2 separate regions of the Anser cygnoides genome follow, and region 1 is linked to region 2. A link is a contact called in public Hi-C data. All regions are on one chromosome and are shown on one strand. The core of a region is the stretch at or near the end of the contact, and the rest is flanking DNA. Distances in the headings are between cores, read along the strand shown. Region 1 holds the start of HMGCL (3-hydroxy-3-methylglutaryl-CoA lyase). Region 2 holds the start of NDUFS5 (NADH:ubiquinone oxidoreductase subunit S5).

Region 1 (3,960 bases), core at 351-2,850, 320 kb after region 2:
CAGTCATGAGGGCTGTGGGACATGCAGATGGGCCTGAGAGCATCATTGCCCATTAAAAGAACGGACAAGTTTTTACGATTAAAGAAAGCATACTGAGGTGTTCTCTGACATAAACATCAGGTTTCTAGCTCCCCAGCAGAGCAATTCCTTTTTCAAGGAACTGTAAGATGAAACTGCTGCCTACCAGAATGCAAGGGGCGCTTCCCACCCTTCACCACAGCTGAAACGTTCCTTCACAGGCAGCCCTGCGCACAGGACGCTGCCAGCACTAACACTGCGATCTCTTACCGCTGCCTGAAATCCTTTCAGATTCGGGGTCAGCACGGGATAACTAACACCAGGCAACTTATTGATCCCCTGCATGACTTCAGTGTGGTCGGCCATCTGCAAAGGGAACGCGGACAGATTTCTAAGGGTGTCGACACGCTTGTCATCCACTTCCACAAGTTATAAAACATTTCCTAAAATTCATTTTTTACGAATGGGAACAGCGATACGCAGAACGGGGGGAAACTGGCCTCTAGAGAGCCCCCAGCACCGCGCACCTGGACGGACCAAAGGTCGGTCACCGGCCGAGCCGGAGTCACCGCGTGCGCCGCCAGCTGCGCGTGAGCCCGCGCCGCTCCCCCGGGTGCGGAGGGAAGGGCCACAGCAGCAGAAGCGCCGTCGTTTGGCTTTTCTGCGCCTCGCTCGCTACAGACGCGGTGCCGAGGGCTGGGGGGGGGGGGGGGTCGGTCTGCTCGCCGGCCCGTCGTCCCCCCAGACCCACGCCGGGACCCCCCGGAGCACTGACCTGGGGCACCCACCGCGGCGACACGAAGCTGGTGGCCTCGATGACCTGCAGCCCCGTCCCGGACAGCATGTCGATCAGCCCGATCTTCACGGGCGTCGGCACGATGCTCTGCGGGCAAACGAGACGCACGACGGGGGGGGGGGGGTCGGCCCCGCGCCCGGCCCTCCGCCTGCCCGCCCGGTGCCGGTGCCGGTGCCGGTGCCCGCCCTACCTGCTCGTTCTGCAGCCCGTCGCGCGGCCCCACCTCCACCACCTTCACGCGGGGCGGGAGGGCGCCGGCGGCCGCGGCGCTGATCTGGGGGCAGAGACGGGCGGGCGTCAGGGGAGCGGGGCGGGGCCGGTTCCCGTCCCGGTCCCCCGTCCCTGTCCCTATCCCCGTCCCCCTCCCGGTCCTCGGTCCCTGTCCCCGGTCCCCGTCCCAGTTCCCGCTCCCCGGGCCCCCCCCGCCCCTCACCGGCCGCAGCGATCCCGCCCAGCGCGGCAGCAGCCTCCGCGCCGCCGCCATGGTTGCCGCCCCCCACGTGACCGCGCCGTCACGTGCCCCAGAGCGGGGGGCCCGGCGGTCACGTGACGGCGGCGGGCAGCCGCCCCCCCCCCCCCGCCCCCCCCCGCCCGTACCTGGCCCCGGGCGGCCTCGCGGGGCGGCGGCAGCGCGGCGCAGCGCGGCATCGGCGGGGCGGGAGCGGCAGCGGGCGGGCTGCACCGGGAACGGCGACGGGGACCGGCTGCGGCCGCTCTGCGCTCGGGCTGTGGCCGGGCTGCTCCCGCCGCGCGCTCGGGGTCCGGCCGGGCCGCTCCCGGTCTGCCCCCGCCGCCCGCAGCCGCCCCTTTATAGGCGGCCCCGGTGCCGGCGGCGCTGAGCAAACAGCCCCGTGTTTGCACGGCCCCGGCCCCCCCGCCCCCCCCCCCCGCCCCCCGGGCAGCGGCCCCGCTGCGCCCACCCCACCCCGCGCCCGCCCTCCGCAGCCCCGGCCCGGCCCGGCCCCTGCGGAGCGGTCACTGCCGGTCCCCACCGGCACCGAGCGCGGCCTCGCCCCACGCGAGCACGGCGGCGGAGCCCCAGCAGCTGCCAAGGAGCTCGGCGTCAACCCAGCGGGCCCCGCTGTTCCCCGCGGGCCGTGCCCCGCCAGCAGCGCGCCGCAGCGGGCAGCCCGGACAGACAGCGACTTACAGACCGACGGACAGACAGAGCGGGCAGACGAGAAACTCTCTCGAGAGAAAAGCGATTTATTCAACAGTGAATGAAAAATCATCTTAGACTTAATACAAAAGACAGGCCGGGGGGGCAGCTGCTGTCAGGCCAGGGCTGTCAGTTCACACCCTCAAGCCTGAGAGCCCAGCCAGGCTGCGCAGGCACGGGAGATGGAGGCACGGGTGGCAGAGTTACCAGCAGTCCCTTACCCGGGGCCTTCTGCCACTCCAGAGTCCCTGCAAAACCCAACATCGACACCTGCAAAAAAGGGCAGGGGAAACGCTCAGCTGTGGCTTCCACAGGCGCTCCCCATTCGGTCACCCCGGTACACCCAGCACACGTTTCAGTCTCTGCATAACATTCCCCACACGTTAAAAGCAGTCCTGCACGTTTCCACCCATCGCTCACTGTGTACAAAGGCAACGCGAAGGGTATTTTGGGGCCAAACCTTTGACTGTAGTTTGTTTGGTTTTAGGTGTTGTGTTGTTTTGTTTTGTTTTTTTTTTTTACCTGAGAGGCTTCACCTCTGTTTGTTCAGAGCAAAGGGCACCCCAGCATTTGCGTCACTTACACTTACAACTAGCGGGTCAGTGTACCTGATCTGAATTGGGGATGTAATACCCGTGATCCCTTCTATGTGTGAGGCTTGTTACTGACCTCACCTCCCTGGGTCAACAGGAACAAAAGGGGAGACGTGTTCCTACCTGTTCTATGGCAGACCACAAGCCTCTCCTGCCCAGTCCTACCCACTGCTCTGTGTTGAACAGTGACAAAACCTGAACCTGGGATGCTGCAAGACTCTGGGTGAAGCCATCCCAGAGCAAGAAGTAAGTGATGCCAACTGCCGTGTTCTCCCCAGTTTCCAAATGAAGTCGGGTTGGGCCTTCCCACCCCATGCCTTCCCAAGATGGGCTCTCAAAGTGCATTCTCTCTTTTTTCTTCAGGTTCCTTACTTGCGTGGCCGGGGATGGGGTGGGTGAGGACAGCTGCAGCACGTTGTCCTGAGGCCAGATCAGAAAAATGGCATAGACAACTGGTCCTTTAGAAGTGTACCTAAGAGAGCAAGAGTTCAGCTAGGTGAAAAGCCCACAGGAGAGAGATCCACACAAGCCTGACCTTTCCAGACAGCACGAGAACACCAGCTCACCTACTGGCACCATACAGGGGTCACCTACTTTCCCCTAGTTCCAAAATCAGTCGCTTTGAACCCACCATTTAGCCAGTAAGCCCTGGCTGATGAAACCTAAACAAAGTCCACGCACGTTTCCTAAAAGCGAATGTCATCTGTCCTTTCATCAGACTGAGGTCAACAGAGCAGATACGCTGTCGTACACTGATCTTGTCATTGCTCTGCATTTCGAGGCTGAACATGCTTGAGCACACTTAGAACCAACAGCTCTGTTTTGTAGCACTTCTGGCTCTTGATTCGCTCACTGTGCTCTTCTCAGCAAGTGTAACAGTTGGGTAACAGTACGCAGTACTATTATATAACAACCTAAAAGCAAATATCACTACATTTACAGACTACATTCATTTAAACTAACTACATTTGTGCAATTCAAACTAGCCACGACCACTACTTAAACAGTCCTGACAGCAACAGCGTAGGATTTTTTTTTAAGGGAACAATTGTTTTTTAAAATCATGTAAGACAGCTGAAGCCCTGATCTTTATTCTCTTCTTTCCAGCAGGATATTTCTTAGATAACGCCCTGGGGCAGTAAGTGAGCACTCCAGTTGTAGGACGTTACCTAAAAGCCATCTGCACCTGGTGGCAATGCTTCAGCAAGTACCAAGTTTAATGACCAATAAAGAAACCCCAGCTTCTTTAACCCGAGCTGGAGCAGCTGCAGGATGGTACTGAACAATGGAGTCCTTACCAGACAGTCCCTGTGTCCTCCATCTGTACTCTCCATGGCTTTGATTCATAAATTGCCTCCCCGTTAGTGTCCAGCCACCTCCCAAGGGCCAGAAGC
Region 2 (3,763 bases), core at 1,175-3,674:
TCCGCCAGGGGAAGAGTCCGGCAGCAAGAAGAGCCTCGTCTACCACCTCAGCGATGGCATCTATGGAGTCTTCAGCTGCGTCCTGTTTGACAGCCCCTGCCCGAAGCCTCTGCTGCACAAGGTGAGGACCTGTTCTGGCTTGAGGGGAGCCCAGCAGGTCCCTCAGTGGTGTCAAACATCCATGGCAAGTGCCTGGGTCTGCCTCTGGGCTTGGCAAGCCAGCGTGGGGTGGTAAGTTAGGCTGTACAGATGCTGTCTGGCCAGCTGTGAGACAAAGAACCTTTGGGAAAGGTGAAAACCATCCTTTCAGGCTGGTCTTTAAAGCTGGTGAAGGAACACTGAGACAGACCTGTCACTGGGTGCTTTCCACGGGCATCAGGGCAGACTGGTCCAGGCTCTAGCCACCTGGGTTAATTTTAAGAGCGTGTCTCTTGGTTTGGGCCCAGATTCTCACCCTATATAAAACAGCTCAGCGCTGTGCTGCAGGTGCCCTCATTCCCTGTGGCTGCCCGATCTTTCCCCCGCAGAAGCCTTGCCCAGACCACCTCTTATGCAGCAGCCTCCGGGGTCCGCCGGGGCACTCAGAGGACCGGATTGCCGAAGGCATGGAGCTGCCCGACCTGCAGGACGGCGACTGGCTGATTTTCCAGGACATGGGTGCATACACCATCGCCGCGTCGTCCCTGCTGGGTGGGCGCTCCCAGCCACAGGTCACCTACGCCATGTCGCGCCTGGCCTGGTAAGAGACCGTCCTGGTGAGCAGGGCCGGGGGCTTCCAGAGGGAGGCTCCGAGCAGCGCCCAGGCCGGGCTCTGTGCCCAGGGGAGAGGGTCAGATCTGAGGGGGGCAGACCCTGGGGGTTCAGGGTCAAAACCTGGCCACTGGGGTTATTAAATAACGAGCCAGGTTTTAAATCCTGAGACAATTTTTCACTGGAGAAGCTGTGGGGGCAGATCAGCTCTGGCTGTGCAGACGGGGCTGGGGCTCTGGAGAAGCGAAAGCCCCCGAGTTCCCCTTCCTTGGGCCCACCCTGTGGCATTTCATGAGTGGGTGCCCTCGCGCCCCCCGGGTGTCTCGTGCTTGCAGGAAGGCCGTCCAGCTCTTCCAGGGGAAGCTGCTGTCAGCAGAAGACGACCACGAGAGCGCCTGCACCCCCTTGTCGTGTGGCTGGGAGATGGTGGAGTCGCTCTGCGTCCCCCCGGTCTTCGCTCCGGCCGGCATCATCTGAGCAGCACGGGGATGGGGAAGGTGTTGTGCCAGCACCCCTGCGCTCACACCCCGTCCTGGGACCCACGGGCAGCCCTCAGCGCCCCGCGTGGATCCTGCTCCTCCTGCTCGTGTGGTGCTGTGTGCCTGCTGCAGGGGCTGGGCGGGCAGGCTGACGGGTTTGGGTTCTTTTTTTAAAGAGTTATGGAAATAAATGGTTGTTGAGCGTGGCTCAGGTTATGGCTGAGGAGCCCTCGGGCTCTTCCTCCCCTCCCTGTGCCCGAGGTGGCAGAGGAGCCGGCTCTGATAAGCAGGTAGCTGCATTACGAGGCTGCGCTCGTTAGGGAAGCTGGGGCTGCTCACCCAAGCCTTGGGGGCTGTGTTCAGGCATCCGGAGGGACCCCAGGGGCTTGGGGGGGCTTGGAGACAGGGGTGGGCTCTGGGATGTGGGTACAGCTGGGGGGGAGGCTGGGTGGCACCCTAATGAGCCCCCCTGAGGAGCCCTCCTGCCTGCTGCCACAGCACTGTGGTGGGGGGAGGCCACAAAAGCCAAAAAATGGGGATGCTGTGAGACCCTGAGAGCCAGAAATTGGGAGCACTGGGAACACTGGGAGCATGGTGCGCTGGGAGCACTGGGCACTGGGGTCACTGGGAGCACTGGAGTTACTGGGAGTGCGGGGCACTGGGATCACTGGGAGCACTATGAGCGCTGGGCACTGGGGTCACTGGGAGCACTGGAGTTACTGGGAGTGCAGGGCACTGGGATCACTGGGAGCACTGGGGATGCTGGGAGCAGTGGGAGCACTGGGAGCGCTGGGAACACTGGGGGCACTGTGCACTGGGGTCACTAGGAGCGCTGGGAACTGGGAGCACTGGGGTCACTGGGAACACTGGGATCACTGGGAACTGGGAGCACGGGGAACACTGGGAGCACGGGGGACACTGGGATCACTGGTGGCACTGGGGTCACTGGGATCACTGGTGGCACTGGTGGCATTGGGATCACTGGGGACACTGGGCCCACTGGGAGCACTGGGATCCCTGGGATCACTGGGAGCACTGGGCCCACTGGGCACTGGGATCACTGGGCCCACCCCCGGCAGGGGGCGCCGGGGCGCGGCGGGCGCTCCCCCTCCCGGCCACCAGGGGGCGCTGCCGGGCGGTGCCGCCGTGCCCGTGCCCGTGCCGCCGCCTCGGCCGTAAAGCGCGGCGCGGAGGTCGCGGCAGCGGCCGCGCTTGACGGCGGCGGGCGTCGCGCAAGGGCCGGTGAAGGACGGCGGTGCCGGTGCCGGTGCCCGTGTCCGCCGCCATGCCGTTCCTGGACCTGCAGCGGCAGATGGGCCTCGACATGGACCGCTGGCTGCTGCGGCAGAGCACCGCGCAGCCCTACGGCAACGCCGGGGCCTGCCACGCCTTCGAGCGGGAGTGGGTGGAGTGCGGGCACGGCCTGGGCCAGACGCGGGCCCGCCGCGAGTGCCGGCCCGAGTACGAGGACTTCATGGAGTGCATGCACCGCACCAAGCTGGTGAGCGGCGCCCGGCCACGGGCTGCCTCCGGGCCCCTCTGTGCCCGCGGGGGGCCGGCAGAGGGGCTCTGGTAAATGGGGGGGGGGGTGCCTGAGCCCCCCGGGGCGGTGCGGGGGGAAAAGGGGGATTCAGGGGGAGAAGCGGGGTGCTGGGGGTCGGTCGGGGACTTGTGGGTGGCAGCCTAACTGGAGAGCTGAGGTGCGTGGAGGGTCAGCCCTCGGCTTTCTCAGGAAGCAGAGAGCGTCTCTGACTCAAAACTCGTAATATTTGGTAGTAAAATGTGTCTTAACCGCGTGAGAACGCCCAAGGGAAGGGTTAGTGAGGGTCCTGCGTGCATGCAGCTCCCTTGGGGCTGTGCCAGGGTTCCACTTGTGGCCGTGTGAGCGCTCGTAAGCGCTGTGATGCCCGTTATACATCCCTGTCAACTCTCCCATGTGTTTTGTCAGGCTGCGCGTCTGAAAAAGATCCTGGAGCAGAGGGACAAGATGATCAAGGAAGGGAAGTACGTCCCGCCTGACTACTACAGCAGCCAGCAAGAGCCCAAGCCTTGACGCGCTCGGACCCCCACATCAGTCGTCTGCAGCCGAGGAAGTGAAGCCCCTGCAAAGAAAGCGCCTGGCACGGCTGGGCTCCGCTGCGGCTGGTCCACGTACCGCGGGGTCGGGGCTGCCTGACGGCCTTGCCCCTGACTGAAGGGGAATGACACCCGTGTCAGGCGTTAATGCTGTGCTAGTAAACGTCTCCTTTGGAACAGCGTTCAGCTCTGTCGTGTCTTTCTGAATAAAATATATTTGAGTGTCTCTGTAGCCCTCCTGCCAGGTTAACAGCCTGAGGTGCTGCCCTGGTGCTGGGGATGACCAGGAGCTGTGCCCCTCTGATGAGGGCAGCCATGGCGAGTTCCTTGGTGCTCGTGTTCCCTCCCTGCCTCACCTGCGGGCAGGGCAGTCGGCCCCAAAAGCGTGTGGGGATAGAATAAAGGAGTAAAAACCCATCCAAACTTGTCCTGCAAAGCTCCCTCCTAAATGAATGTCC

Evidence for each region. A called contact is a pair of places that touch in the nucleus more often than the background predicts.
Region 1: a Hi-C map of liver shows a contact between it and region 2, with 8 times the contacts expected there. The contact joins the promoter of HMGCL here to the promoter of NDUFS5 in region 2. A contact is called at or near these places in 2 of 7 Hi-C or Micro-C datasets (both in liver).

What each region holds. Positions count from the first base shown.
Region 1 is chr24:7,182,154-7,186,113 of Taihu_goose_T2T_genome, forward strand. It overlaps HMGCL (3-hydroxy-3-methylglutaryl-CoA lyase), which reads right to left and starts at 1,601. Exons shown (of 9, transcript XM_066982501.1): 1 at 1,412-1,601; 2 at 1,005-1,088; 3 at 794-901; 4 at 289-384. The coding sequence starts at 1,462. FUCA1 (alpha-L-fucosidase 1) reads right to left here. Exons shown (of 10, transcript XM_048049657.2): 8 at 3,865-3,960; 9 at 2,939-3,038; 10 at 2,005-2,243. The coding sequence ends at 2,103.
Region 2 is chr24:6,856,670-6,860,432 of Taihu_goose_T2T_genome, forward strand. NDUFS5 (NADH:ubiquinone oxidoreductase subunit S5) reads left to right here and starts at 2,425. Exons shown (of 2, transcript XM_048049535.2): 1 at 2,425-2,730; 2 at 3,178-3,487. The coding sequence starts at 2,515. The coding sequence ends at 3,282. AZIN2 (antizyme inhibitor 2) reads left to right here. Exons shown (of 11, transcript XM_066982428.1): 9 at 9-121; 10 at 528-739; 11 at 1,086-1,435. The coding sequence ends at 1,227.